5 separate regions of the Mus musculus genome follow, and all the other regions are linked to region 1. A link is a contact called in public ChIA-PET, Micro-C and promoter capture Hi-C data. All regions are on one chromosome and are shown on one strand. Each heading gives the region's core, a stretch centred on a gene start, on an enhancer-like site or on the middle of the called end of the contact. The rest is flanking DNA. Distances are from core to core; before and after follow the strand shown.

The links. Promoter capture Hi-C pulls out the DNA fragments that hold promoters and counts their contacts. A called contact is a pair of places that touch in the nucleus more often than the background predicts. ChIA-PET counts read pairs in DNA pulled down with a chosen protein or histone mark.
Region 2: a Micro-C map of embryonic stem cells shows a contact between it and region 1, with 6 times the contacts expected there. The contact joins the promoter of 1700019D03Rik here to the promoter of Gls in region 1. A contact is called at or near these places in 2 of 39 promoter capture datasets (cranial neural crest and pre-B cells), 4 of 484 Hi-C or Micro-C datasets (all in embryonic stem cells) and 7 of 115 datasets of contacts at active chromatin or transcription factors (astrocytes, embryonic stem cells and large pre-B cells).
Region 3: an RNA polymerase II ChIA-PET map of memory CD8 T cells shows a contact between it and region 1, with 18 read pairs. The contact joins the enhancer-like site here to the promoter of Gls in region 1. A contact is called at or near these places in 1 of 484 Hi-C or Micro-C datasets (CD8 T cells) and 2 of 115 datasets of contacts at active chromatin or transcription factors (memory CD8 T cells and thymic regulatory T cells).
Region 4: an RNA polymerase II ChIA-PET map of effector CD8 T cells shows a contact between it and region 1, with 39 read pairs. The contact joins the enhancer-like site here to the promoter of Gls in region 1. A contact is called at or near these places in 4 of 39 promoter capture datasets (the C10 cell line, hippocampal neurons and pre-B cells), 1 of 484 Hi-C or Micro-C datasets (Th1 cells), 6 of 115 datasets of contacts at active chromatin or transcription factors (the 230-238 cell line, bone marrow-derived macrophages, effector CD8 T cells and 2 more) and 1 of 9 other capture datasets (adipose tissue).
Region 5: a contact with region 1 is called in a promoter capture Hi-C map of the HPC-7 cell line. The contact joins the promoter of Inpp1 here to the promoter of Gls in region 1. A contact is called at or near these places in 11 of 39 promoter capture datasets (the 3T3-L1 cell line, the C10 cell line, the HPC-7 cell line and 5 more), 2 of 484 Hi-C or Micro-C datasets (CD4 T cells and Th1 cells), 9 of 115 datasets of contacts at active chromatin or transcription factors (the 230-238 cell line, astrocytes, bone marrow-derived macrophages and 5 more) and 1 of 9 other capture datasets (adipose tissue).

The regions. Positions count from the first base shown.
Region 1 is chr1:52,231,812-52,234,511 of GRCm38.p6, reverse strand. It overlaps Gls (glutaminase), which reads left to right and starts at 1,280. Exons shown (of 18, transcript NM_001081081.2): 1 at 1,280-1,920. The coding sequence starts at 1,520.
Region 2 is chr1:52,951,500-52,954,199 of GRCm38.p6, reverse strand. It overlaps 1700019D03Rik (RIKEN cDNA 1700019D03 gene), which reads left to right and starts at 1,360. Exons shown (of 2, transcript NM_144953.3): 1 at 1,360-1,585.
Region 3 is chr1:51,583,870-51,586,569 of GRCm38.p6, reverse strand. All of the region lies in intron 2 of Gm17767 (predicted gene, 17767), which reads left to right. Among named protein-coding and RNA genes, the nearest start is that of Gm17767, 11 kb to the left of the region's middle. Within about 2 kb of position 1,414, at least 138 of the 459 cell types and tissues checked have an H3K27ac peak or open chromatin away from gene starts, as enhancers often do. A contact at or near this core is called in CD8 T cells, memory CD8 T cells and thymic regulatory T cells, where this site is marked.
Region 4 is chr1:52,798,239-52,800,938 of GRCm38.p6, reverse strand. It overlaps Inpp1 (inositol polyphosphate-1-phosphatase), which reads left to right. Exons shown (of 6, transcript NM_008384.2): 2 at 1,403-1,654. The coding sequence starts at 1,451. Among named protein-coding and RNA genes, the nearest start is that of Inpp1, 18 kb to the left of the region's middle. Within about 2 kb of position 1,363, at least 252 of the 459 cell types and tissues checked have an H3K27ac peak or open chromatin away from gene starts, as enhancers often do. A contact at or near this core is called in the 230-238 cell line, Th1 cells, adipose tissue and 6 more, where this site is marked.
Region 5 is chr1:52,816,326-52,819,025 of GRCm38.p6, reverse strand. It overlaps Inpp1 (inositol polyphosphate-1-phosphatase), which reads left to right and starts at 1,338. Exons shown (of 6, transcript NM_008384.2): 1 at 1,338-1,624.

The DNA of each region.
Region 1 (2,700 bases), core at 31-2,530:
GTAACATTTGCTATCTCTCCCCTAGAATGTATTGTTTTTCCTAAATATATAACTTTGATTCACTAATATTAATATTTTTGACAAACTAACCTTAAGCAATAATAAAAGCCACCCAAGTAATATAAAATTCTGGCTTTTTTTCCCCCCACAAGGTCATTTCCTTCACACTTTTTATTTTTATCTAAAGAGCAGGTTGAAAACAAAACAAAAACTTGAGCATGACAAGCCTGTAGGCACAGTCAGATTCTTTGGTTACTAATCTCGTTCAACATGTACAGATTGATTGGATTACTAAATCTGGTGAATTACATATCCTGCTAACTTTGGTGAATCTATGCATTTAAGCCTATCTGTTTCAGGAAATGGTTTAAAAAGCGGTTTTAGTCCTGAGTGGTATATGTGTGCAGACTCAGGAAACATATGATGCACACACATCTAAAAGGATACATGGATGAGGTGATGCTGTGCTGAAACAGTTTTGAGACATGGTATTCAGATGCTTCTATTTTAAAATGGCTTTTAAAATAGAAAAAGGATCTGCAGTATTTTGCTTTCAAGTCAACTGGTACTAATGAAATAATCGCCGTTCAAAAGATTTGGAGAAATCTTGTAGAAGATAGAAGAGATCCACCCTTACTCTGGCTTTTTCTCTATTCTTCGTTGTTCCTACGCTCAAACGTTCTAAATGTCTTAAGTTGCATAGCTGAAAGGATTTTGCTCATTTTTTCCAAAACATTTCGCTTCTGGGCAGTAGCCAACCATGGAAAGTTTTAAGCACATTTGGGAGAGGGATGAAGCTAGTCAGGGCGGCCTTGGCAGAACCGATGCCTTCAGAGGGGCGGACACATTCCCCTAACCGAGGGGGCGAGCAGTAGGTTTGGACCAGACGATCTGCCACCGCCAGCCTCCCTCCAGCCTTGGGCGGCCTGAACAGGCGCACTCCAGCTTCCTCAATAGCTGGAGGACGTGCTTCCCTGGAGCGCACCTGCCTGGTGAATGGCCAGACTCCGGAGCTACGGGTCCTCGCCCAGCTTGGCCTCAGGTGGCCCGAGGCAAGGGGGAAGAGCGGTCGGCGGGGCTGACACACGTCAGTCGTCCTTCTCCCCGCCCTCCAGGACCCAGCGGGACTGCGTACGGGCGCGGAGACAAATTTGACCGATTCTCTAGCCAATCAGAAGAGAGGTCGGCAGGCTGAGCCAATGGAAGAGCTTGCAGGGGGCAGGCCGTCAGCGTCCTCCCGCCCCCGGTTGGTGAGCCTGGTATGTCTCCAGCCCTCCCTTGAGCGTCAGTCTCAGTGCGGAGCTCGCGGCGGCCAGAGCAACTTCGGCTGGCTGCAGGCTGGGCGGCGGCGGCGGCGAGGGCGGCGGCGTTGGCGGCGGGAGCGGCGGAGCTGGGGCCACACCCCGTCCCGGACTTTTTCTCTTTCCAGTCCTCTCCCCGCCGTGCGGGACACGGTTCCGGGAGCAGAGCGGCCGCCCACGCCCCAAGCATCCTCATCTGACGAGCGGGCGCCGGCGGTATGATGCGGCTGCGAGGCTCGGCGATGCTACGGGAGCTGCTCTTAAGGCCGCCCGCCGCCGTCGGAGCCGTCCTGCGGCGCGCGCAGCCCCTCGGCACGCTGTGCCGGCGCCCCCGGGGCGGGAGCCGGCCGACCGCTGGCCTGGTGGCCGCTGCGCGACTCCACCCGTGGTGGGGCGGGGGCGGCCGCGCGAAGGGCCCCGGCGCGGGCGGCCTGTCCAGTTCGCCCTCGGAGATCCTACAGGAGCTGGGGAAGGGGGGTACGCCGCCACAGCAGCAGCAGCAGCAGCAGCAGCAGCCAGGGGCGTCGCCACCCGCAGCCCCGGGCCCCAAGGACAGCCCGGGGGAGACCGACGCGTTCGGCAACAGCGAGGGCAAGGAGATGGTGGCCGCGGGCGACAAGTGAGTTGCGTGGGTGAGGCTGAGGGGAGGGGTCGGGCCCTGGGCGGTGGGCGGTGGCGGTGCGGCTTAGCAACGGAGGTTCGCGGAAGAGAAAGAAAGCGATGCCAGGCGGCCTGCGACGGCTGTGCCATGTGATTAGGCCCGGCCCCGCCCGCGCCCCTCGCCTGCTCCCACTTCCCCTCCGTGGCCGGCGCGAGTCGCCCCGGGGTGACGGGTGAGCGCCGGGAGGGTCTTGCCTGCTGAAGCCCCTGCCGGGCAGAGGCTGCTGTCCGGCCGCGCCGCGTGCTCAGCGCCCCGGCTCTGCGAGGGTGATGCCACGCGAACCTCCATCTCTCCCGAGTGACATTGAGGAGTCGGGCGTAGAGCGGAGCTTCTACCTTCCCGATTCACCTTTTTGCCAGGCCGCAGTTCCCCCATTCTGTAAGCCTCCACCACCATCCCACTGGATGCCAGATGTGGCCTTGGGTTCTTAATCCTCCTGAGGTGGATCGTTTTGGCGTGCGTAGAGCCATCTGGGCCACCGGAAATAATGCTTCAGAAATGAGATTAGGCGGAATAGGGACATGTGGCCTAGAGGACGAGGAACGCAGCATGGACCACCTGTTCCTATCGGGACCAGTGATGGCTTGTCTGATGTCTTCTGTGCGGTGGACAGATTTTTAAAGGATAAAATTGTTTTAAAAGCACAAAAATAAGGTGACATAAAATACACAAAATCTAAGTAGTTTTAGGGACTTGATTGTGATAGGATGTTGACTCATTGTGTATATAGGGTGGGAA
Region 2 (2,700 bases), core at 111-2,610, 720 kb before region 1:
AAATTGATATGTTTGAGGCACAATATTTTCAGGTCAAAGTTACCTTAGCTGATTTGCACAGAACTAAACTAAAATGCTGGATTCACTTAAAGCTGAGCTAGGTCTGGAGGGACTTCTTAGATCCTTTGCTCTCTGAGTTAATTTTTTACTGAAATGGACCTCCAAAAGGCCCTGTTTATGTTAGCCTATAGGCTTCAGGCTTTTCTTTAGGAGTGGGGAGAGAGGAAAGTGCTGAAGTGTGTGTGTGTGTGTGTGTGTGTGTGTGTGTGCCCTTGGGTAGCATCTTCAACTGCTCTGGACCTAATTTACTTGAGTCAGGGTCCTTCATGAAACCTGAAGGTTGCCCCTTTGGCTGTGGGTTCTCAGGAATCCACTCATCTCTGCATCCCCGCCCCCCCCTCCCCCCAATCCTAAGGCTGGGCTCAGCCTAAGCATCTGCATCTGTAAAGCAAGGAACTGAGAGAGTTCTGCTGAGGTCCCTTGGGGCATGAATTTTGCATTGACAATCCATTGTAGGACAGGATGGAATAATGGTTCTTTTGTCATTCTCTTGGGGCGGTTACTGACGATGGGAATCACACAGACAGATGCAGGCATCTCATGGAATGAGGTCTAACTGAATAATGGCTATGTTTTGAGGCGCTTGTTTCCTTAAAGGGTAAGAATATGATCTTTCTTGATGTTTTGTTTTGAGAAACAAGCGTTTCGATATTTGGGTACTCGGGGATAGAAAAGTGCAATACTGGACGCATTTTTAAATTTAGAAGTGCTTGGTGCACTTCCGAGTGCACTGGGGCAAAGTACTTAGGTCTGGTGGTGTCTTAGGGTAGAGCTGCGAGGCGTGGCGTTGGGATCAAAACAGGTTTGACTGCTAAACTGGCACTGGAGCAGCGCAGCCTTCAGGGGAGGGCCCCGGGGCAGGTGACAGGAGATCACCTGCGGGGCTGGCGCCACGCTGCAGCACCGGACGAGCCGCGCCTGCTCCCACGTGGACAGAGATCAGGTGATGTCTCAGTCCAGGTGGCTCTGGGGATGTGGGGCAGGAGAGGGAGATACAAGCTCACTTAGCTTTCATACTTGGTGGTCTGGATCTTGCTGGGGAGGTGGAGCCGTGTGTGAATAGGTTGCCGGGTGGGAGTGCGAGCTGTGGCCCAGCACTTCGGATCCCTTTGGTTGTGCTTGGAACCCAATGCTGTTGGGCAGGGGTAGCCCCTGGCGGTGCCAACACTGAGGGTTGTGCTCCGTAGCCGCGGGTCCCTTGGCTCCACTTTCAGGGAGCGAGCCGCGAACTCGTGAGCAGTTCTGGGAGGAGGGGGGTGGATTAGGAGGGGTGCAGGGGGAGGAGCCGGGACCACTGCCGAAGGACGTCCGCCCTACTCCAGGGGAGACGTTGTCTCTGCTGCCCGGCCATGCCGCACCTTTTCAGGCTTCGGCTCCCTTCCTGAGGCCCCGCCCTGGGGGGCAGCACCCACCCTGGGAGCCCGGGCTGCGGCCAGGGGCATGAGAACAGCCAAGCGCCCGCGCCTCCTCGGCCGAGGCCGCGCAGACTTGCGATGGCGGTGCAGCTGGCCCGCTGCAGTGTAGGGTAAGTGAACATCTGGAAGGTGGGTGTCCTGCTCCGATGCTGTGACCTTTTGACTTTCCAACCCAGGAAAGCCGGAGTTGCAGTAGTTAATTTTATCTAACATTTCACAGCCAGCTGTCCTGGACACAACCTCACATCCTAGGTTCCTTAATTGAGCCTTTAGCTCCATCTTCTGATCTTGTTCCGAGCCCACAAACTAAAGTATTTCATTGCTCATTGCAAGATGCAGGTTCATCCTCCTCCCCACCTGAAGAATGAATGGAGGTTTTCCGGTAAGGACACTACATGCACAAGTCAAGCTGTCAGGCTTGTGCTGAGTGGCACATGATTAGCAGAGTGTCTGTACTCTTGGAAGCTGTGGGAGGCTGAATCCTGAGGGGAAATGATGCAAATGAAAGAGAAATGAAAGAATAGACAGTGGGAGCCCAGCTACCAGAGAAAGCTCCAGACGCAGTCCAGTCGTTTCTCTTCTATTGCTGTTTTGACCCCTCCCCCATCTTTTACTGAAGGTAACAAAACAACATAAACTAGTGGGTAAACTGTCCACCTCTTTTTAAAGATCCGTCACTGCCCGTATATATGAGATGGAGATTTTTGGCAAAATTTCAGGGGGATAATATAGCTAAGCACGAGTCAAGAAAATCCGTTTTTCCTTTGAAAGGGGTTTTATTTCCTGACACAGCTATCTTGTATGTATGGATGGGAAATGGTATTAAGTATAGCAGAAAGGTTCTGGGAAAAATAGTAACTTCATATTTACTCTTTTCTTTCTTTTTTTCTTTTTGCTGTGTAAGAAAAATAACTGTAGGTACATTATGAGATAATAAGGGTACTTTAAACTGTGGTCTGCCCTCAGGCAATTTCAGTATGCTGTCCACACAGCACTGCTGCCAGAAGCCAGGTTCTGATTGGCCACTTCAGTGTGAGGAACTCAGTGTTTGGAGTTATATCCTGCTCCTGTCAGAAAAGCCGTGTTTACACTGAGCTGACTTCTGCTTGTGTCTCCTCAGTCCTGCCCCAGCCAACAACCTTTCAACTTCCAAGATTACATTCAGGATGTCTACTTCTCTTTGAAAAGAAAGTCTAAAACTTTAAATTTGGAGCTCACTCCCTAA
Region 3 (2,700 bases), core at 165-2,664, 650 kb after region 1:
ACCTTGTCTTCCTCTTGGTCCTGACAACTTTTTAAAAGTCTAGATCTAGTTTTCCTGTCTTAAAATAATGGGTTAACCAGGGACAGTCCAAAGAGTCTGAGGCTTTGGCTGGCAGGAGCTCTGTCCAGACAGTTGAGCTAGACCAACCACACAGCCTGAAGGAGAACCTAACATAGATTTATTTTTCCTGTCTCATCTTGTTTGATTGATCAAAGACTTAACAATGAAGATTTGGATGTTACTTTCTAATGCTTGGTTCTCAAATGAAAGTTGAATAAAACCTGACAGTTGTGATGTCTTCCAAACTTTTAAATGGTGATTCTAATTCCTCATTAGCTCCAATGCACAGCCTTAGTTTTACCATGCAACAGAGAATAAATAAGAGGTACACAGAAGTCTTCATAATGCTTAGACTAAACAATGAATGCCTACTGAATATTGGATATTCTATGTTTGGAATTGTAGACACAGTTTAACAGAAACTTGTTATTCATAGCAGGAGTAGAGACAACACAGGAAACATCGTCCGGGGCATCAACTTATGTTGGTCTTTTACAGTTAGAATGAACACCTAGGCCCAATTCTTTTATCATCTAGGAATGCCTGGTGGGAGTGGGTATCTGATAGAGAGATAAGACTGGACTCCTAGGAGAGCTGCTTCCAGATGTCAGCTGGTTCCTTCTTCTTCTTCTTTTTTTTTTTTAAAGATTTATTTATTTATTATATATAAGTACACTGAAACTATCTTCAGAAACACCAGAAGAGGGTGTCAGATCTCCATCATGTGGTTGCTGGGATTTGAACTCAGGACCTCTGGAAGAGCAGTCAGTGTTCTTAACCACTGAGCCATCTCTCCAGCCCCAGCTGGTTCCTTCTTACACTTTGATAAACACCAACAATTTTGCCAAATGGTATTCTTAAAAGTCTGTTTATTAGTATTTCATGAATCTATTGTTAACATTGATAATGGTAACTGTGGGTTTGTTGCGTGTTTGTTCGGGCATGGCTGATTTGCAGACACAGGGTTCAAGAGTCTCAAAGGTTCAGATTTGGTCAAATGTTAGCCCTTTGTACCCAAAATGTTGGTAAATCTGCCACGATAGTAAACCTTTGATGCAAAGAGCTGTCAGAGAAGCCCAAATGGGTGGAGATCTGACCTTATCAGGCTTACAGGACAATTTCTATAGCAGCTTTCTGTGCCTTCCCCCTGTGTATATGACAGAACTCCACCCATGTCACAGCTTTGTCACTGTGATAAAACATGTGACATACAATATAAAGGAGGACAGGCTTCTCTGAGTTCAAGGTTTCAGCCCAAGGTCAGCTGGACCACTACTTCTCAGCATTAGGTGAAGCAAAATACCACAGTGTTGAAAGCCTGTGACATAGGAGGCCCTTTACCTTACAGCTGTCAGGAAACAGAAAGACAGGAAGTGGTTGGAGCTCCAGCATGCTTCAAAAGGCCCAACCCCAATGACCTATTTACTCCAACCAGACCTTGCTTCCTAACGTTTCTGTCATTTCCTGCTAGCTGCCACAGCTAGAGACCAAGCTTTCACACATATACCTCTGGGAGGCATTCCAGATCCAAACCACAACACCATCTGCGACTTGCTTACGTTGTACCATTATAGCTGGGAGCAAGAATTGAGAGGAAAAAAAAACCACATTCCTCCAGGTTCTGACCTACCTCTGGTTGTTTAAACTGTGTGACTTAATTGTTGCTCTGAAGCACCAGGCTCAGTACCTTGCCCATCCCTCGGCTTTGGCTACAGGACATGTTTCTGCCTCTGTGAAATGTTCATGATACATAGCGTGCTTGGGCTGCGTTCATTTAGTGAGGCTTCTCCCCTCATATTTCCTGCTAAGACCATGGCACAAACAAACTCTAAGTGGCCCTTAGAGAACTACGGAACAGATCAGCATCAACCTACTGCTAAGATTCACCCAGCTGAAATCAGTTATGTGGGTTTTGTTATTGTTGCTGTTTTTGTTGTTGTTGTTGTTGTTCTTTGTTCCTGTTAGGTAGTAATGAATGACAGGCATATAGATTACCAACCTTCAATACCCCTAACACCTGATAGCAATGAGCGTTCTTATCACATTAGGTTTCTGGCACTTTGTAAATAGGATCTTTTAAATTCTTACAGCTAATCTGGGAGCAAAGTCCCCACATACCTACTGTGTAGATCAATCAATCAGAGCTTTGAGATAAAAGTAATTTGGCCTAAATCACAGAACGGGGAGGCACAGAACCTGAGTAAGTGCCACCCAGTTTATAGAGCCCATCTTCTATCTTCCATTTCTCAACAATGCTCACTCTGTCTGACTTGCTCAATTGAACTGAATTGAGCTATCCATGTACTCAGCAAGAGGGTCAATCCAATATATTTGCCCGTTCAACACAGATGAAAATAGTGCAATGCATCAGTGCACTAAGGGGTAGCCTAGGGATGTGTAGGGTCAGTATGCTCCTCACTGTCAGACAGATAAGCCGCATGTTCTAATTTGATTATGGGTGTGTGGGCTCTAGATATGCTTCATATCTTGTTTGCTTTCATTCATCTTGCCCTGTGTATATAAACAACTCTAGACAAAGGAAACATCTTTAGAGGAATGCGTATCTTTTAGAGTGTGACCAAAGCCTTTGGTTGCATATCTCCGAGGCTGACAATCATTGAAATGTCAGTACCACCAACT
Region 4 (2,700 bases), core at 114-2,613, 570 kb before region 1:
ACTGACTGAGGAAAGAGGGCCCTGGGTGGGATTTGGTACAGTTATGACAGCAGCTCCCTGGAAGCCTGTGTGTTTCCAGTGTCAGGGAGTTAGCACCTGTCTACTACTGCCTTCCAGAGACGACCACTGGCAGTAAAGCAACTGCAGTTGTGACAAGGGACATCTCTCCGTGTTGGTCATCTTTCCTTTATTTCTGTTGAGGAACATATTTCCTCAGGAAGAAAAAAAAATTGTTTTTTGAACAGACTTAAGACAAGCAGGCTCTAACAGTTTGCCACACCCCCACATCAGTGTTTTCACAGCTGAGTGGTTCCCAGCCTCAAGCTTCTTTTCATAGAGGAAACTGTTGTGATAATAAAGAAACCTGATGTGGGGTGTGTGGGGGCAGTTCTGAGCCCCATGTTTTAGTCTTGTGTAACCTTTTTTAGAAGTTGCTCAACCCTCTAAGCTTCCGTTTCCAAACTGTATGTCACACAGGGCAGGGTAATCTCACGACAGAGGAAGCAGAACGACTCAGGCTTTGAACAGGAAGAGGACCACAGAAGCATTTTGAGGCAGCACCAGTAGATAGGAGCCAGGTGTGGTGCACACACCTTTAGCCCTAGCATTTGGGAGGCAGACGCAGACGAATCTTTTGAGTTCCAGGCTACCCTGGTCTACAGAATGAGTTCCAGGACAGCCAGGTCTAGAAAGAAAGAAAGAAAGAGAGAGAGAGAGAGAGAGGGAGAGAGAGAGAGAGAGAAGAAATAAAGAATAGAAATAATGATGTAGGCATACTACATGGTTCTTAGAAGACAGAACTTCTCAAGTCCAACAAGGTGTAAGTCCCCTTGCTTTGGTGTGTAGGCTGCTACTTGGTGGCAGATGGAATATGTCCCTGGAATGTTTGAGTGGAGTTGGCTGTGAGCTGCTTTATAGTGCTTGCCCAAGACCGGCCTCAGAGTCTGGAAGACACAATGCCTGCTGCTCATCCACTTAGCACATGGATCTGGCAGCATGATTGTCATCCCTCACCATTCTCACAGAGAAGAGAATTACGTCAATGTAATTGAGATAAAGCTGTGTCATGATTAAGGACCTTGTAGCAATCTGCCTTTCCTCGGACGTCGTGACACTCTGTCTTGCTATGGCCCTGTAACATAAATTCTAATTCAAGGCTTTTTCTTTTTCTTTCACTGAACATTCAGTTTCTTTAAGAGTGTAATTGGTTTACAAGACTTTTGAGAAATACGTTTGTTTCAATCTTTAGATTGTAACTGCAGTCTTGCACGCTGAAAATGTGCGGTGACTCACTAGCAGGTCAGCTTCCCTGACAGGTTGCTGCCAGCTATGTGTTAGTGGGAGAGACGCCCTGACATCATCCCTGAACTGCTTTCTCTTTCATATTCTTGTGTTCTTGCAGCTGTGAGCCAGAGGGTGGGTGAGGCTGAGAAAGAAGCAGGCTTTAGAAATGTCAGACATCCTCCTGGAGCTGCTCTGTGTCTCCGAGAAGGCTGCTAACATCGCCAGGGCGTGCAGGCAGCAGGAGACCCTCTTCCAGCTGCTCATTGAGGAGAAGAAAGGTGCAGAGAAGAACAAGAAGTTTGCTGCAGATTTCAAGACCCTGGCGGATGTGCTGGTGCAGGAAGTTATAAAACAGAACATGGAAAACAAGGTAAGAGGTCAGGCCACGGTGGCTGCAGGACACCTGCCTCCGTGCTTCCTCTGGTTCCCTCAGAATAAACAGCAGGCCTTTTACTGACTCTTATGTTCTCTTAGGTCCAAACAAACACCTTGCAGCCTTGCCTTATTTTTATTACAGTATTAAAATGGTCTTTGCAGGAAATCATTGAAGTATAGAAAAGCAAACAGGATGAGAGTGCTCAGATTCCTAACCTGAGTATATGGTATTGACCCTCTTACTTATTGATGGGTTTCTTGTTAATAAATAATATATGCTCTCTGCACCAGAGCACACTGAGCTACATGCTCCCGAGGGCCACTGACGCTTCCTTCTGTGTGTCCACGCTCTGACCCACTTATTTCAGAGCAGTGTTTGGCTTCTCAGCTAAACCATTTATCTAATGTTTTGCTTTGGTTATGGGCTTGGAATTAGGCGAACTCTCCCTTTATTCTACTATAAAAATATGGTCATGACAAACACTGATTGTGATTCTATGTGTGGAAATGGCTAGAAAAAGCCAGGCTTCTTGAGTCGTAGCAGTAACACCAGCAAGCAGTGCTCACTGAGGCTGCATGGACTTGACTTTGTTACCCCTATAAGAATTCTGTAAGGTTAGAGCCATTGTTCTACTGGGATGAAGCTGTCACAGAGAGCTGGAGTAAGTTGCCTGAATTGACGCTGCCCAGCATGACAGCTTGAGTTCTTCAACATAGGAAATGGTTTCTAAGTCTGTGTCACTGGGCATTCTGTCGTCTTTTATATAACTCGCCCCACCTTCTTTTTTTTTTTTTTAAATTTGGGAGGATGGAACTTTATGATAGAAAATAATATAAAACACTTCAATATCTTTATTGAACTTTTTAAACCTGAGGACTACTGTAGAATTCAGTAAAATCTTGACCACCAGTGTGAGAAGAGAATACATGAATTATACAAAATCTCCATAGACTATATATTTTTTCATGCCCTTTACTACCTGGCTTTGGTGAGCTAAATGAAGGAAGCTTGTTTTCTGTTGTTACCAGTGGAGACCCTTG
Region 5 (2,700 bases), core at 89-2,588, 580 kb before region 1:
ATGTGCCTTGATCACCAGCAGTTTGCTCCAAGTGTTAATAGAGATCAGAGCAAGCAAGTGATCCAGTGAGATACGTATTGTAGGGTGGTCTCTGCACCTGCAGAGAAATGGGCTAGAGTCATAGCTCCTACTCTAGCCCCTCCCCAGTTCTGCTCCTAGATACAAATCTACTCCCATTTCCTTATGGTAAATGTCACATTTATATTATTCCTTGATTTTGCTGTCATGGATATGATTTCATAATTAATATCAGCTGTAACACCAAGAATGGACTTAAGAGAATGGAACTAAAGGACAATATGAGGATCTAGGCATGGTAGCACCCATCTGTACTCCCAGCACCCAGAAGGCAGAAGCAGGAGGATAGCGAATTTGAGGCCAGCAAGGGTTATAAAGTGAGACTCTTACCAAAAACAAAACAAAACAAAGTAAAAGTGAGAAAGAAGGCTGAATCCACTGAACCTGTGAGTGAATGGAAGGCGGATGGGGAATGGAAGTGGGTGAGGTGCCATCGCAGTACTGCGCATAAATAAATGGGAGCTTGGGGAGAGGTTGATGAGAAAGCCTGCAGGCTAGAATTGTTGAAGTGCTTCCCAGTTCCAGCCACAGAATAAATCACAGGGAAGCCGGATAAATCTTACCAGGACAGAAGGGCCCAGAGCACTCACAGAGACTCTGAGCCCCTTCTATCCCAAAGTTGAATGTTGCCCTTTTTAAAATTCTTACCCTTGCTGCCCTTTGTCCATCACCACCCATTTCTATTTCCACCTACCACTCCCAACTATATCTTTAAGTCACACTGAGCATTAGTTTAAAAGGGTTGCAGCAAGAGATGAGTTTCCCACCCAACATGTGCTTCTTGCCTGGCTGGGCCTTGACCCACAACTAATAAGGTCCAGAAGACACTGCTTTGACTAAACAAACATGTAGGAACCTAGACGCTTCTATTAGAACAGGGGGACTCATTCTAGCAGGAAGTCCAACTTCACAGCTTCAAACCATCTGTCAAACCCATAACACCAAGGGTTCAAATGAATGGAGGAGGAATATTCTCAAAGACTTTTTGGGTGCTTCTGAAGAAACAATGCACACCAAGAACTGTGGTTGAGGCAACCCTGACCTTTCTGGCCCTCTCAAGCAAATTGACAAAGCTTCACTTGTGACGTCGCGGAGGCCAGACTCAGGCTGGCTGGCGTGGGATGCCCTCGCCCGCCCCAGAAGCAAGAGGCCACCCGCCCCGGGGGAAAGAGGCGGGGCCGGGACCTGGCAGAAACTGGGCTGCACTGCTGGAGCCAAGAGAGGCAGGGCGCCTCCCCGCCTTCGCTGCGGTGACCTCCGGTGTTTTCCTGGCGGCTTGCCCTCCGGCTGTGCCCGCCACAGGAGGATTGCGCCAGGTCCCAGCGCGACCACCTCCAGGCGTTGGCACTCCCTTCCTCCTCTCTCGCCCCTCCTCCGCCTCTTCCGTTTCTCTGGGAAAGGCTGTATCCTCCTTGGGGCTCTGCATCCTCGCTTAGGTAATCCGCTTTCCTGCTTTCGCCACCCCTCCCCGGTGTCCAGCGTCTCCACCTCCGCGCATTTGGGTCCCCGCGAGCCTCGCGCGCTCCATCGCCTCTGCAGAGGGCAGGTGAGTCGGTCTCCGGCCGAAGGCTACTGGCCTCGGCGCCTGGGCCTGCGAGGTACCGGGTCGCTGCATCGAGGCCTCTCCGGCCTGCCCGTGCCCACCCACACAGAGCCCGAACCCCGAACCGAGAGGCTAAGCTCGCGGATCACGCCGCCCCCTTAGCTCTGCAGAAGCCACCGAAAGAAATCCAATCGCCCGCAGAGTAGCTTCTTCTGCTCGGTTCTTTCCATTCCTACCACTAGCCTCTAGGTTGAATGAGGTGATCTGAGAATGGTCAGAAGCAGAGGCCCAGGTTCCACGGGTAGGTGGCGTAGCTGTCAAGAAGTAGGGGAGCAGTTTGCCTGAGAGATGCTTCTAACGTGGATCCACGTTGACTGTCTCTAGAGACCCATTGGATGGGTGTAGACTAAACAGTCCGGGGGTATATTTTTTCTACATTTTGAAGTATGGTTTTGTGAGACATGTCTAGGCAGTGGGTGTGGACAGCATAGAAGGGTGTCATCTAAATTATCTAACCTGGCTTTGGTAAAAATCATATGGACTGTCAGACATGAGGTGTGAAAGAAAAATCTAGGGAATACACGTTAACAAGCGCGGTGTGTACTTTGGAGATTTCTGTCCTTAAAACTAGGACCGGAACACGTGGAAGTTTGCCCACTGTGTGAGGGTGTTCGCGTCAAAAGGACTGCGGCTTGAGGCCGTGCGGACAGGACTCTTAATATATATGTATCCCATGCAGAATGAATCTTTCTGTTTTGTTTTGTTTTGCTTTGCTTTTTTGGCTCCTTGCCCTTAATTCCCAGTTTTAATCAGATGGTAAGACTTAGGTCCACCCACCTGGTAACAATCTAAGGAAGAAAACAACCCCAGGGACTACTTTTGGCTGATGGACTAGCAAGATGACCTCAGTCAGGCATCTGAAAGTACAGAATGAAAGGGAAAATACAGGCAACGGGAAAGCCGATTTTAACCCCTGCACGTGCCTGTTTGCTGTTTTCTTAAGAACTTACATTTAAAGGACTTTTATAATACTTTTGCAGTTAATTCTTAGCAATGAAGAAGACTGTGTAAGACACATA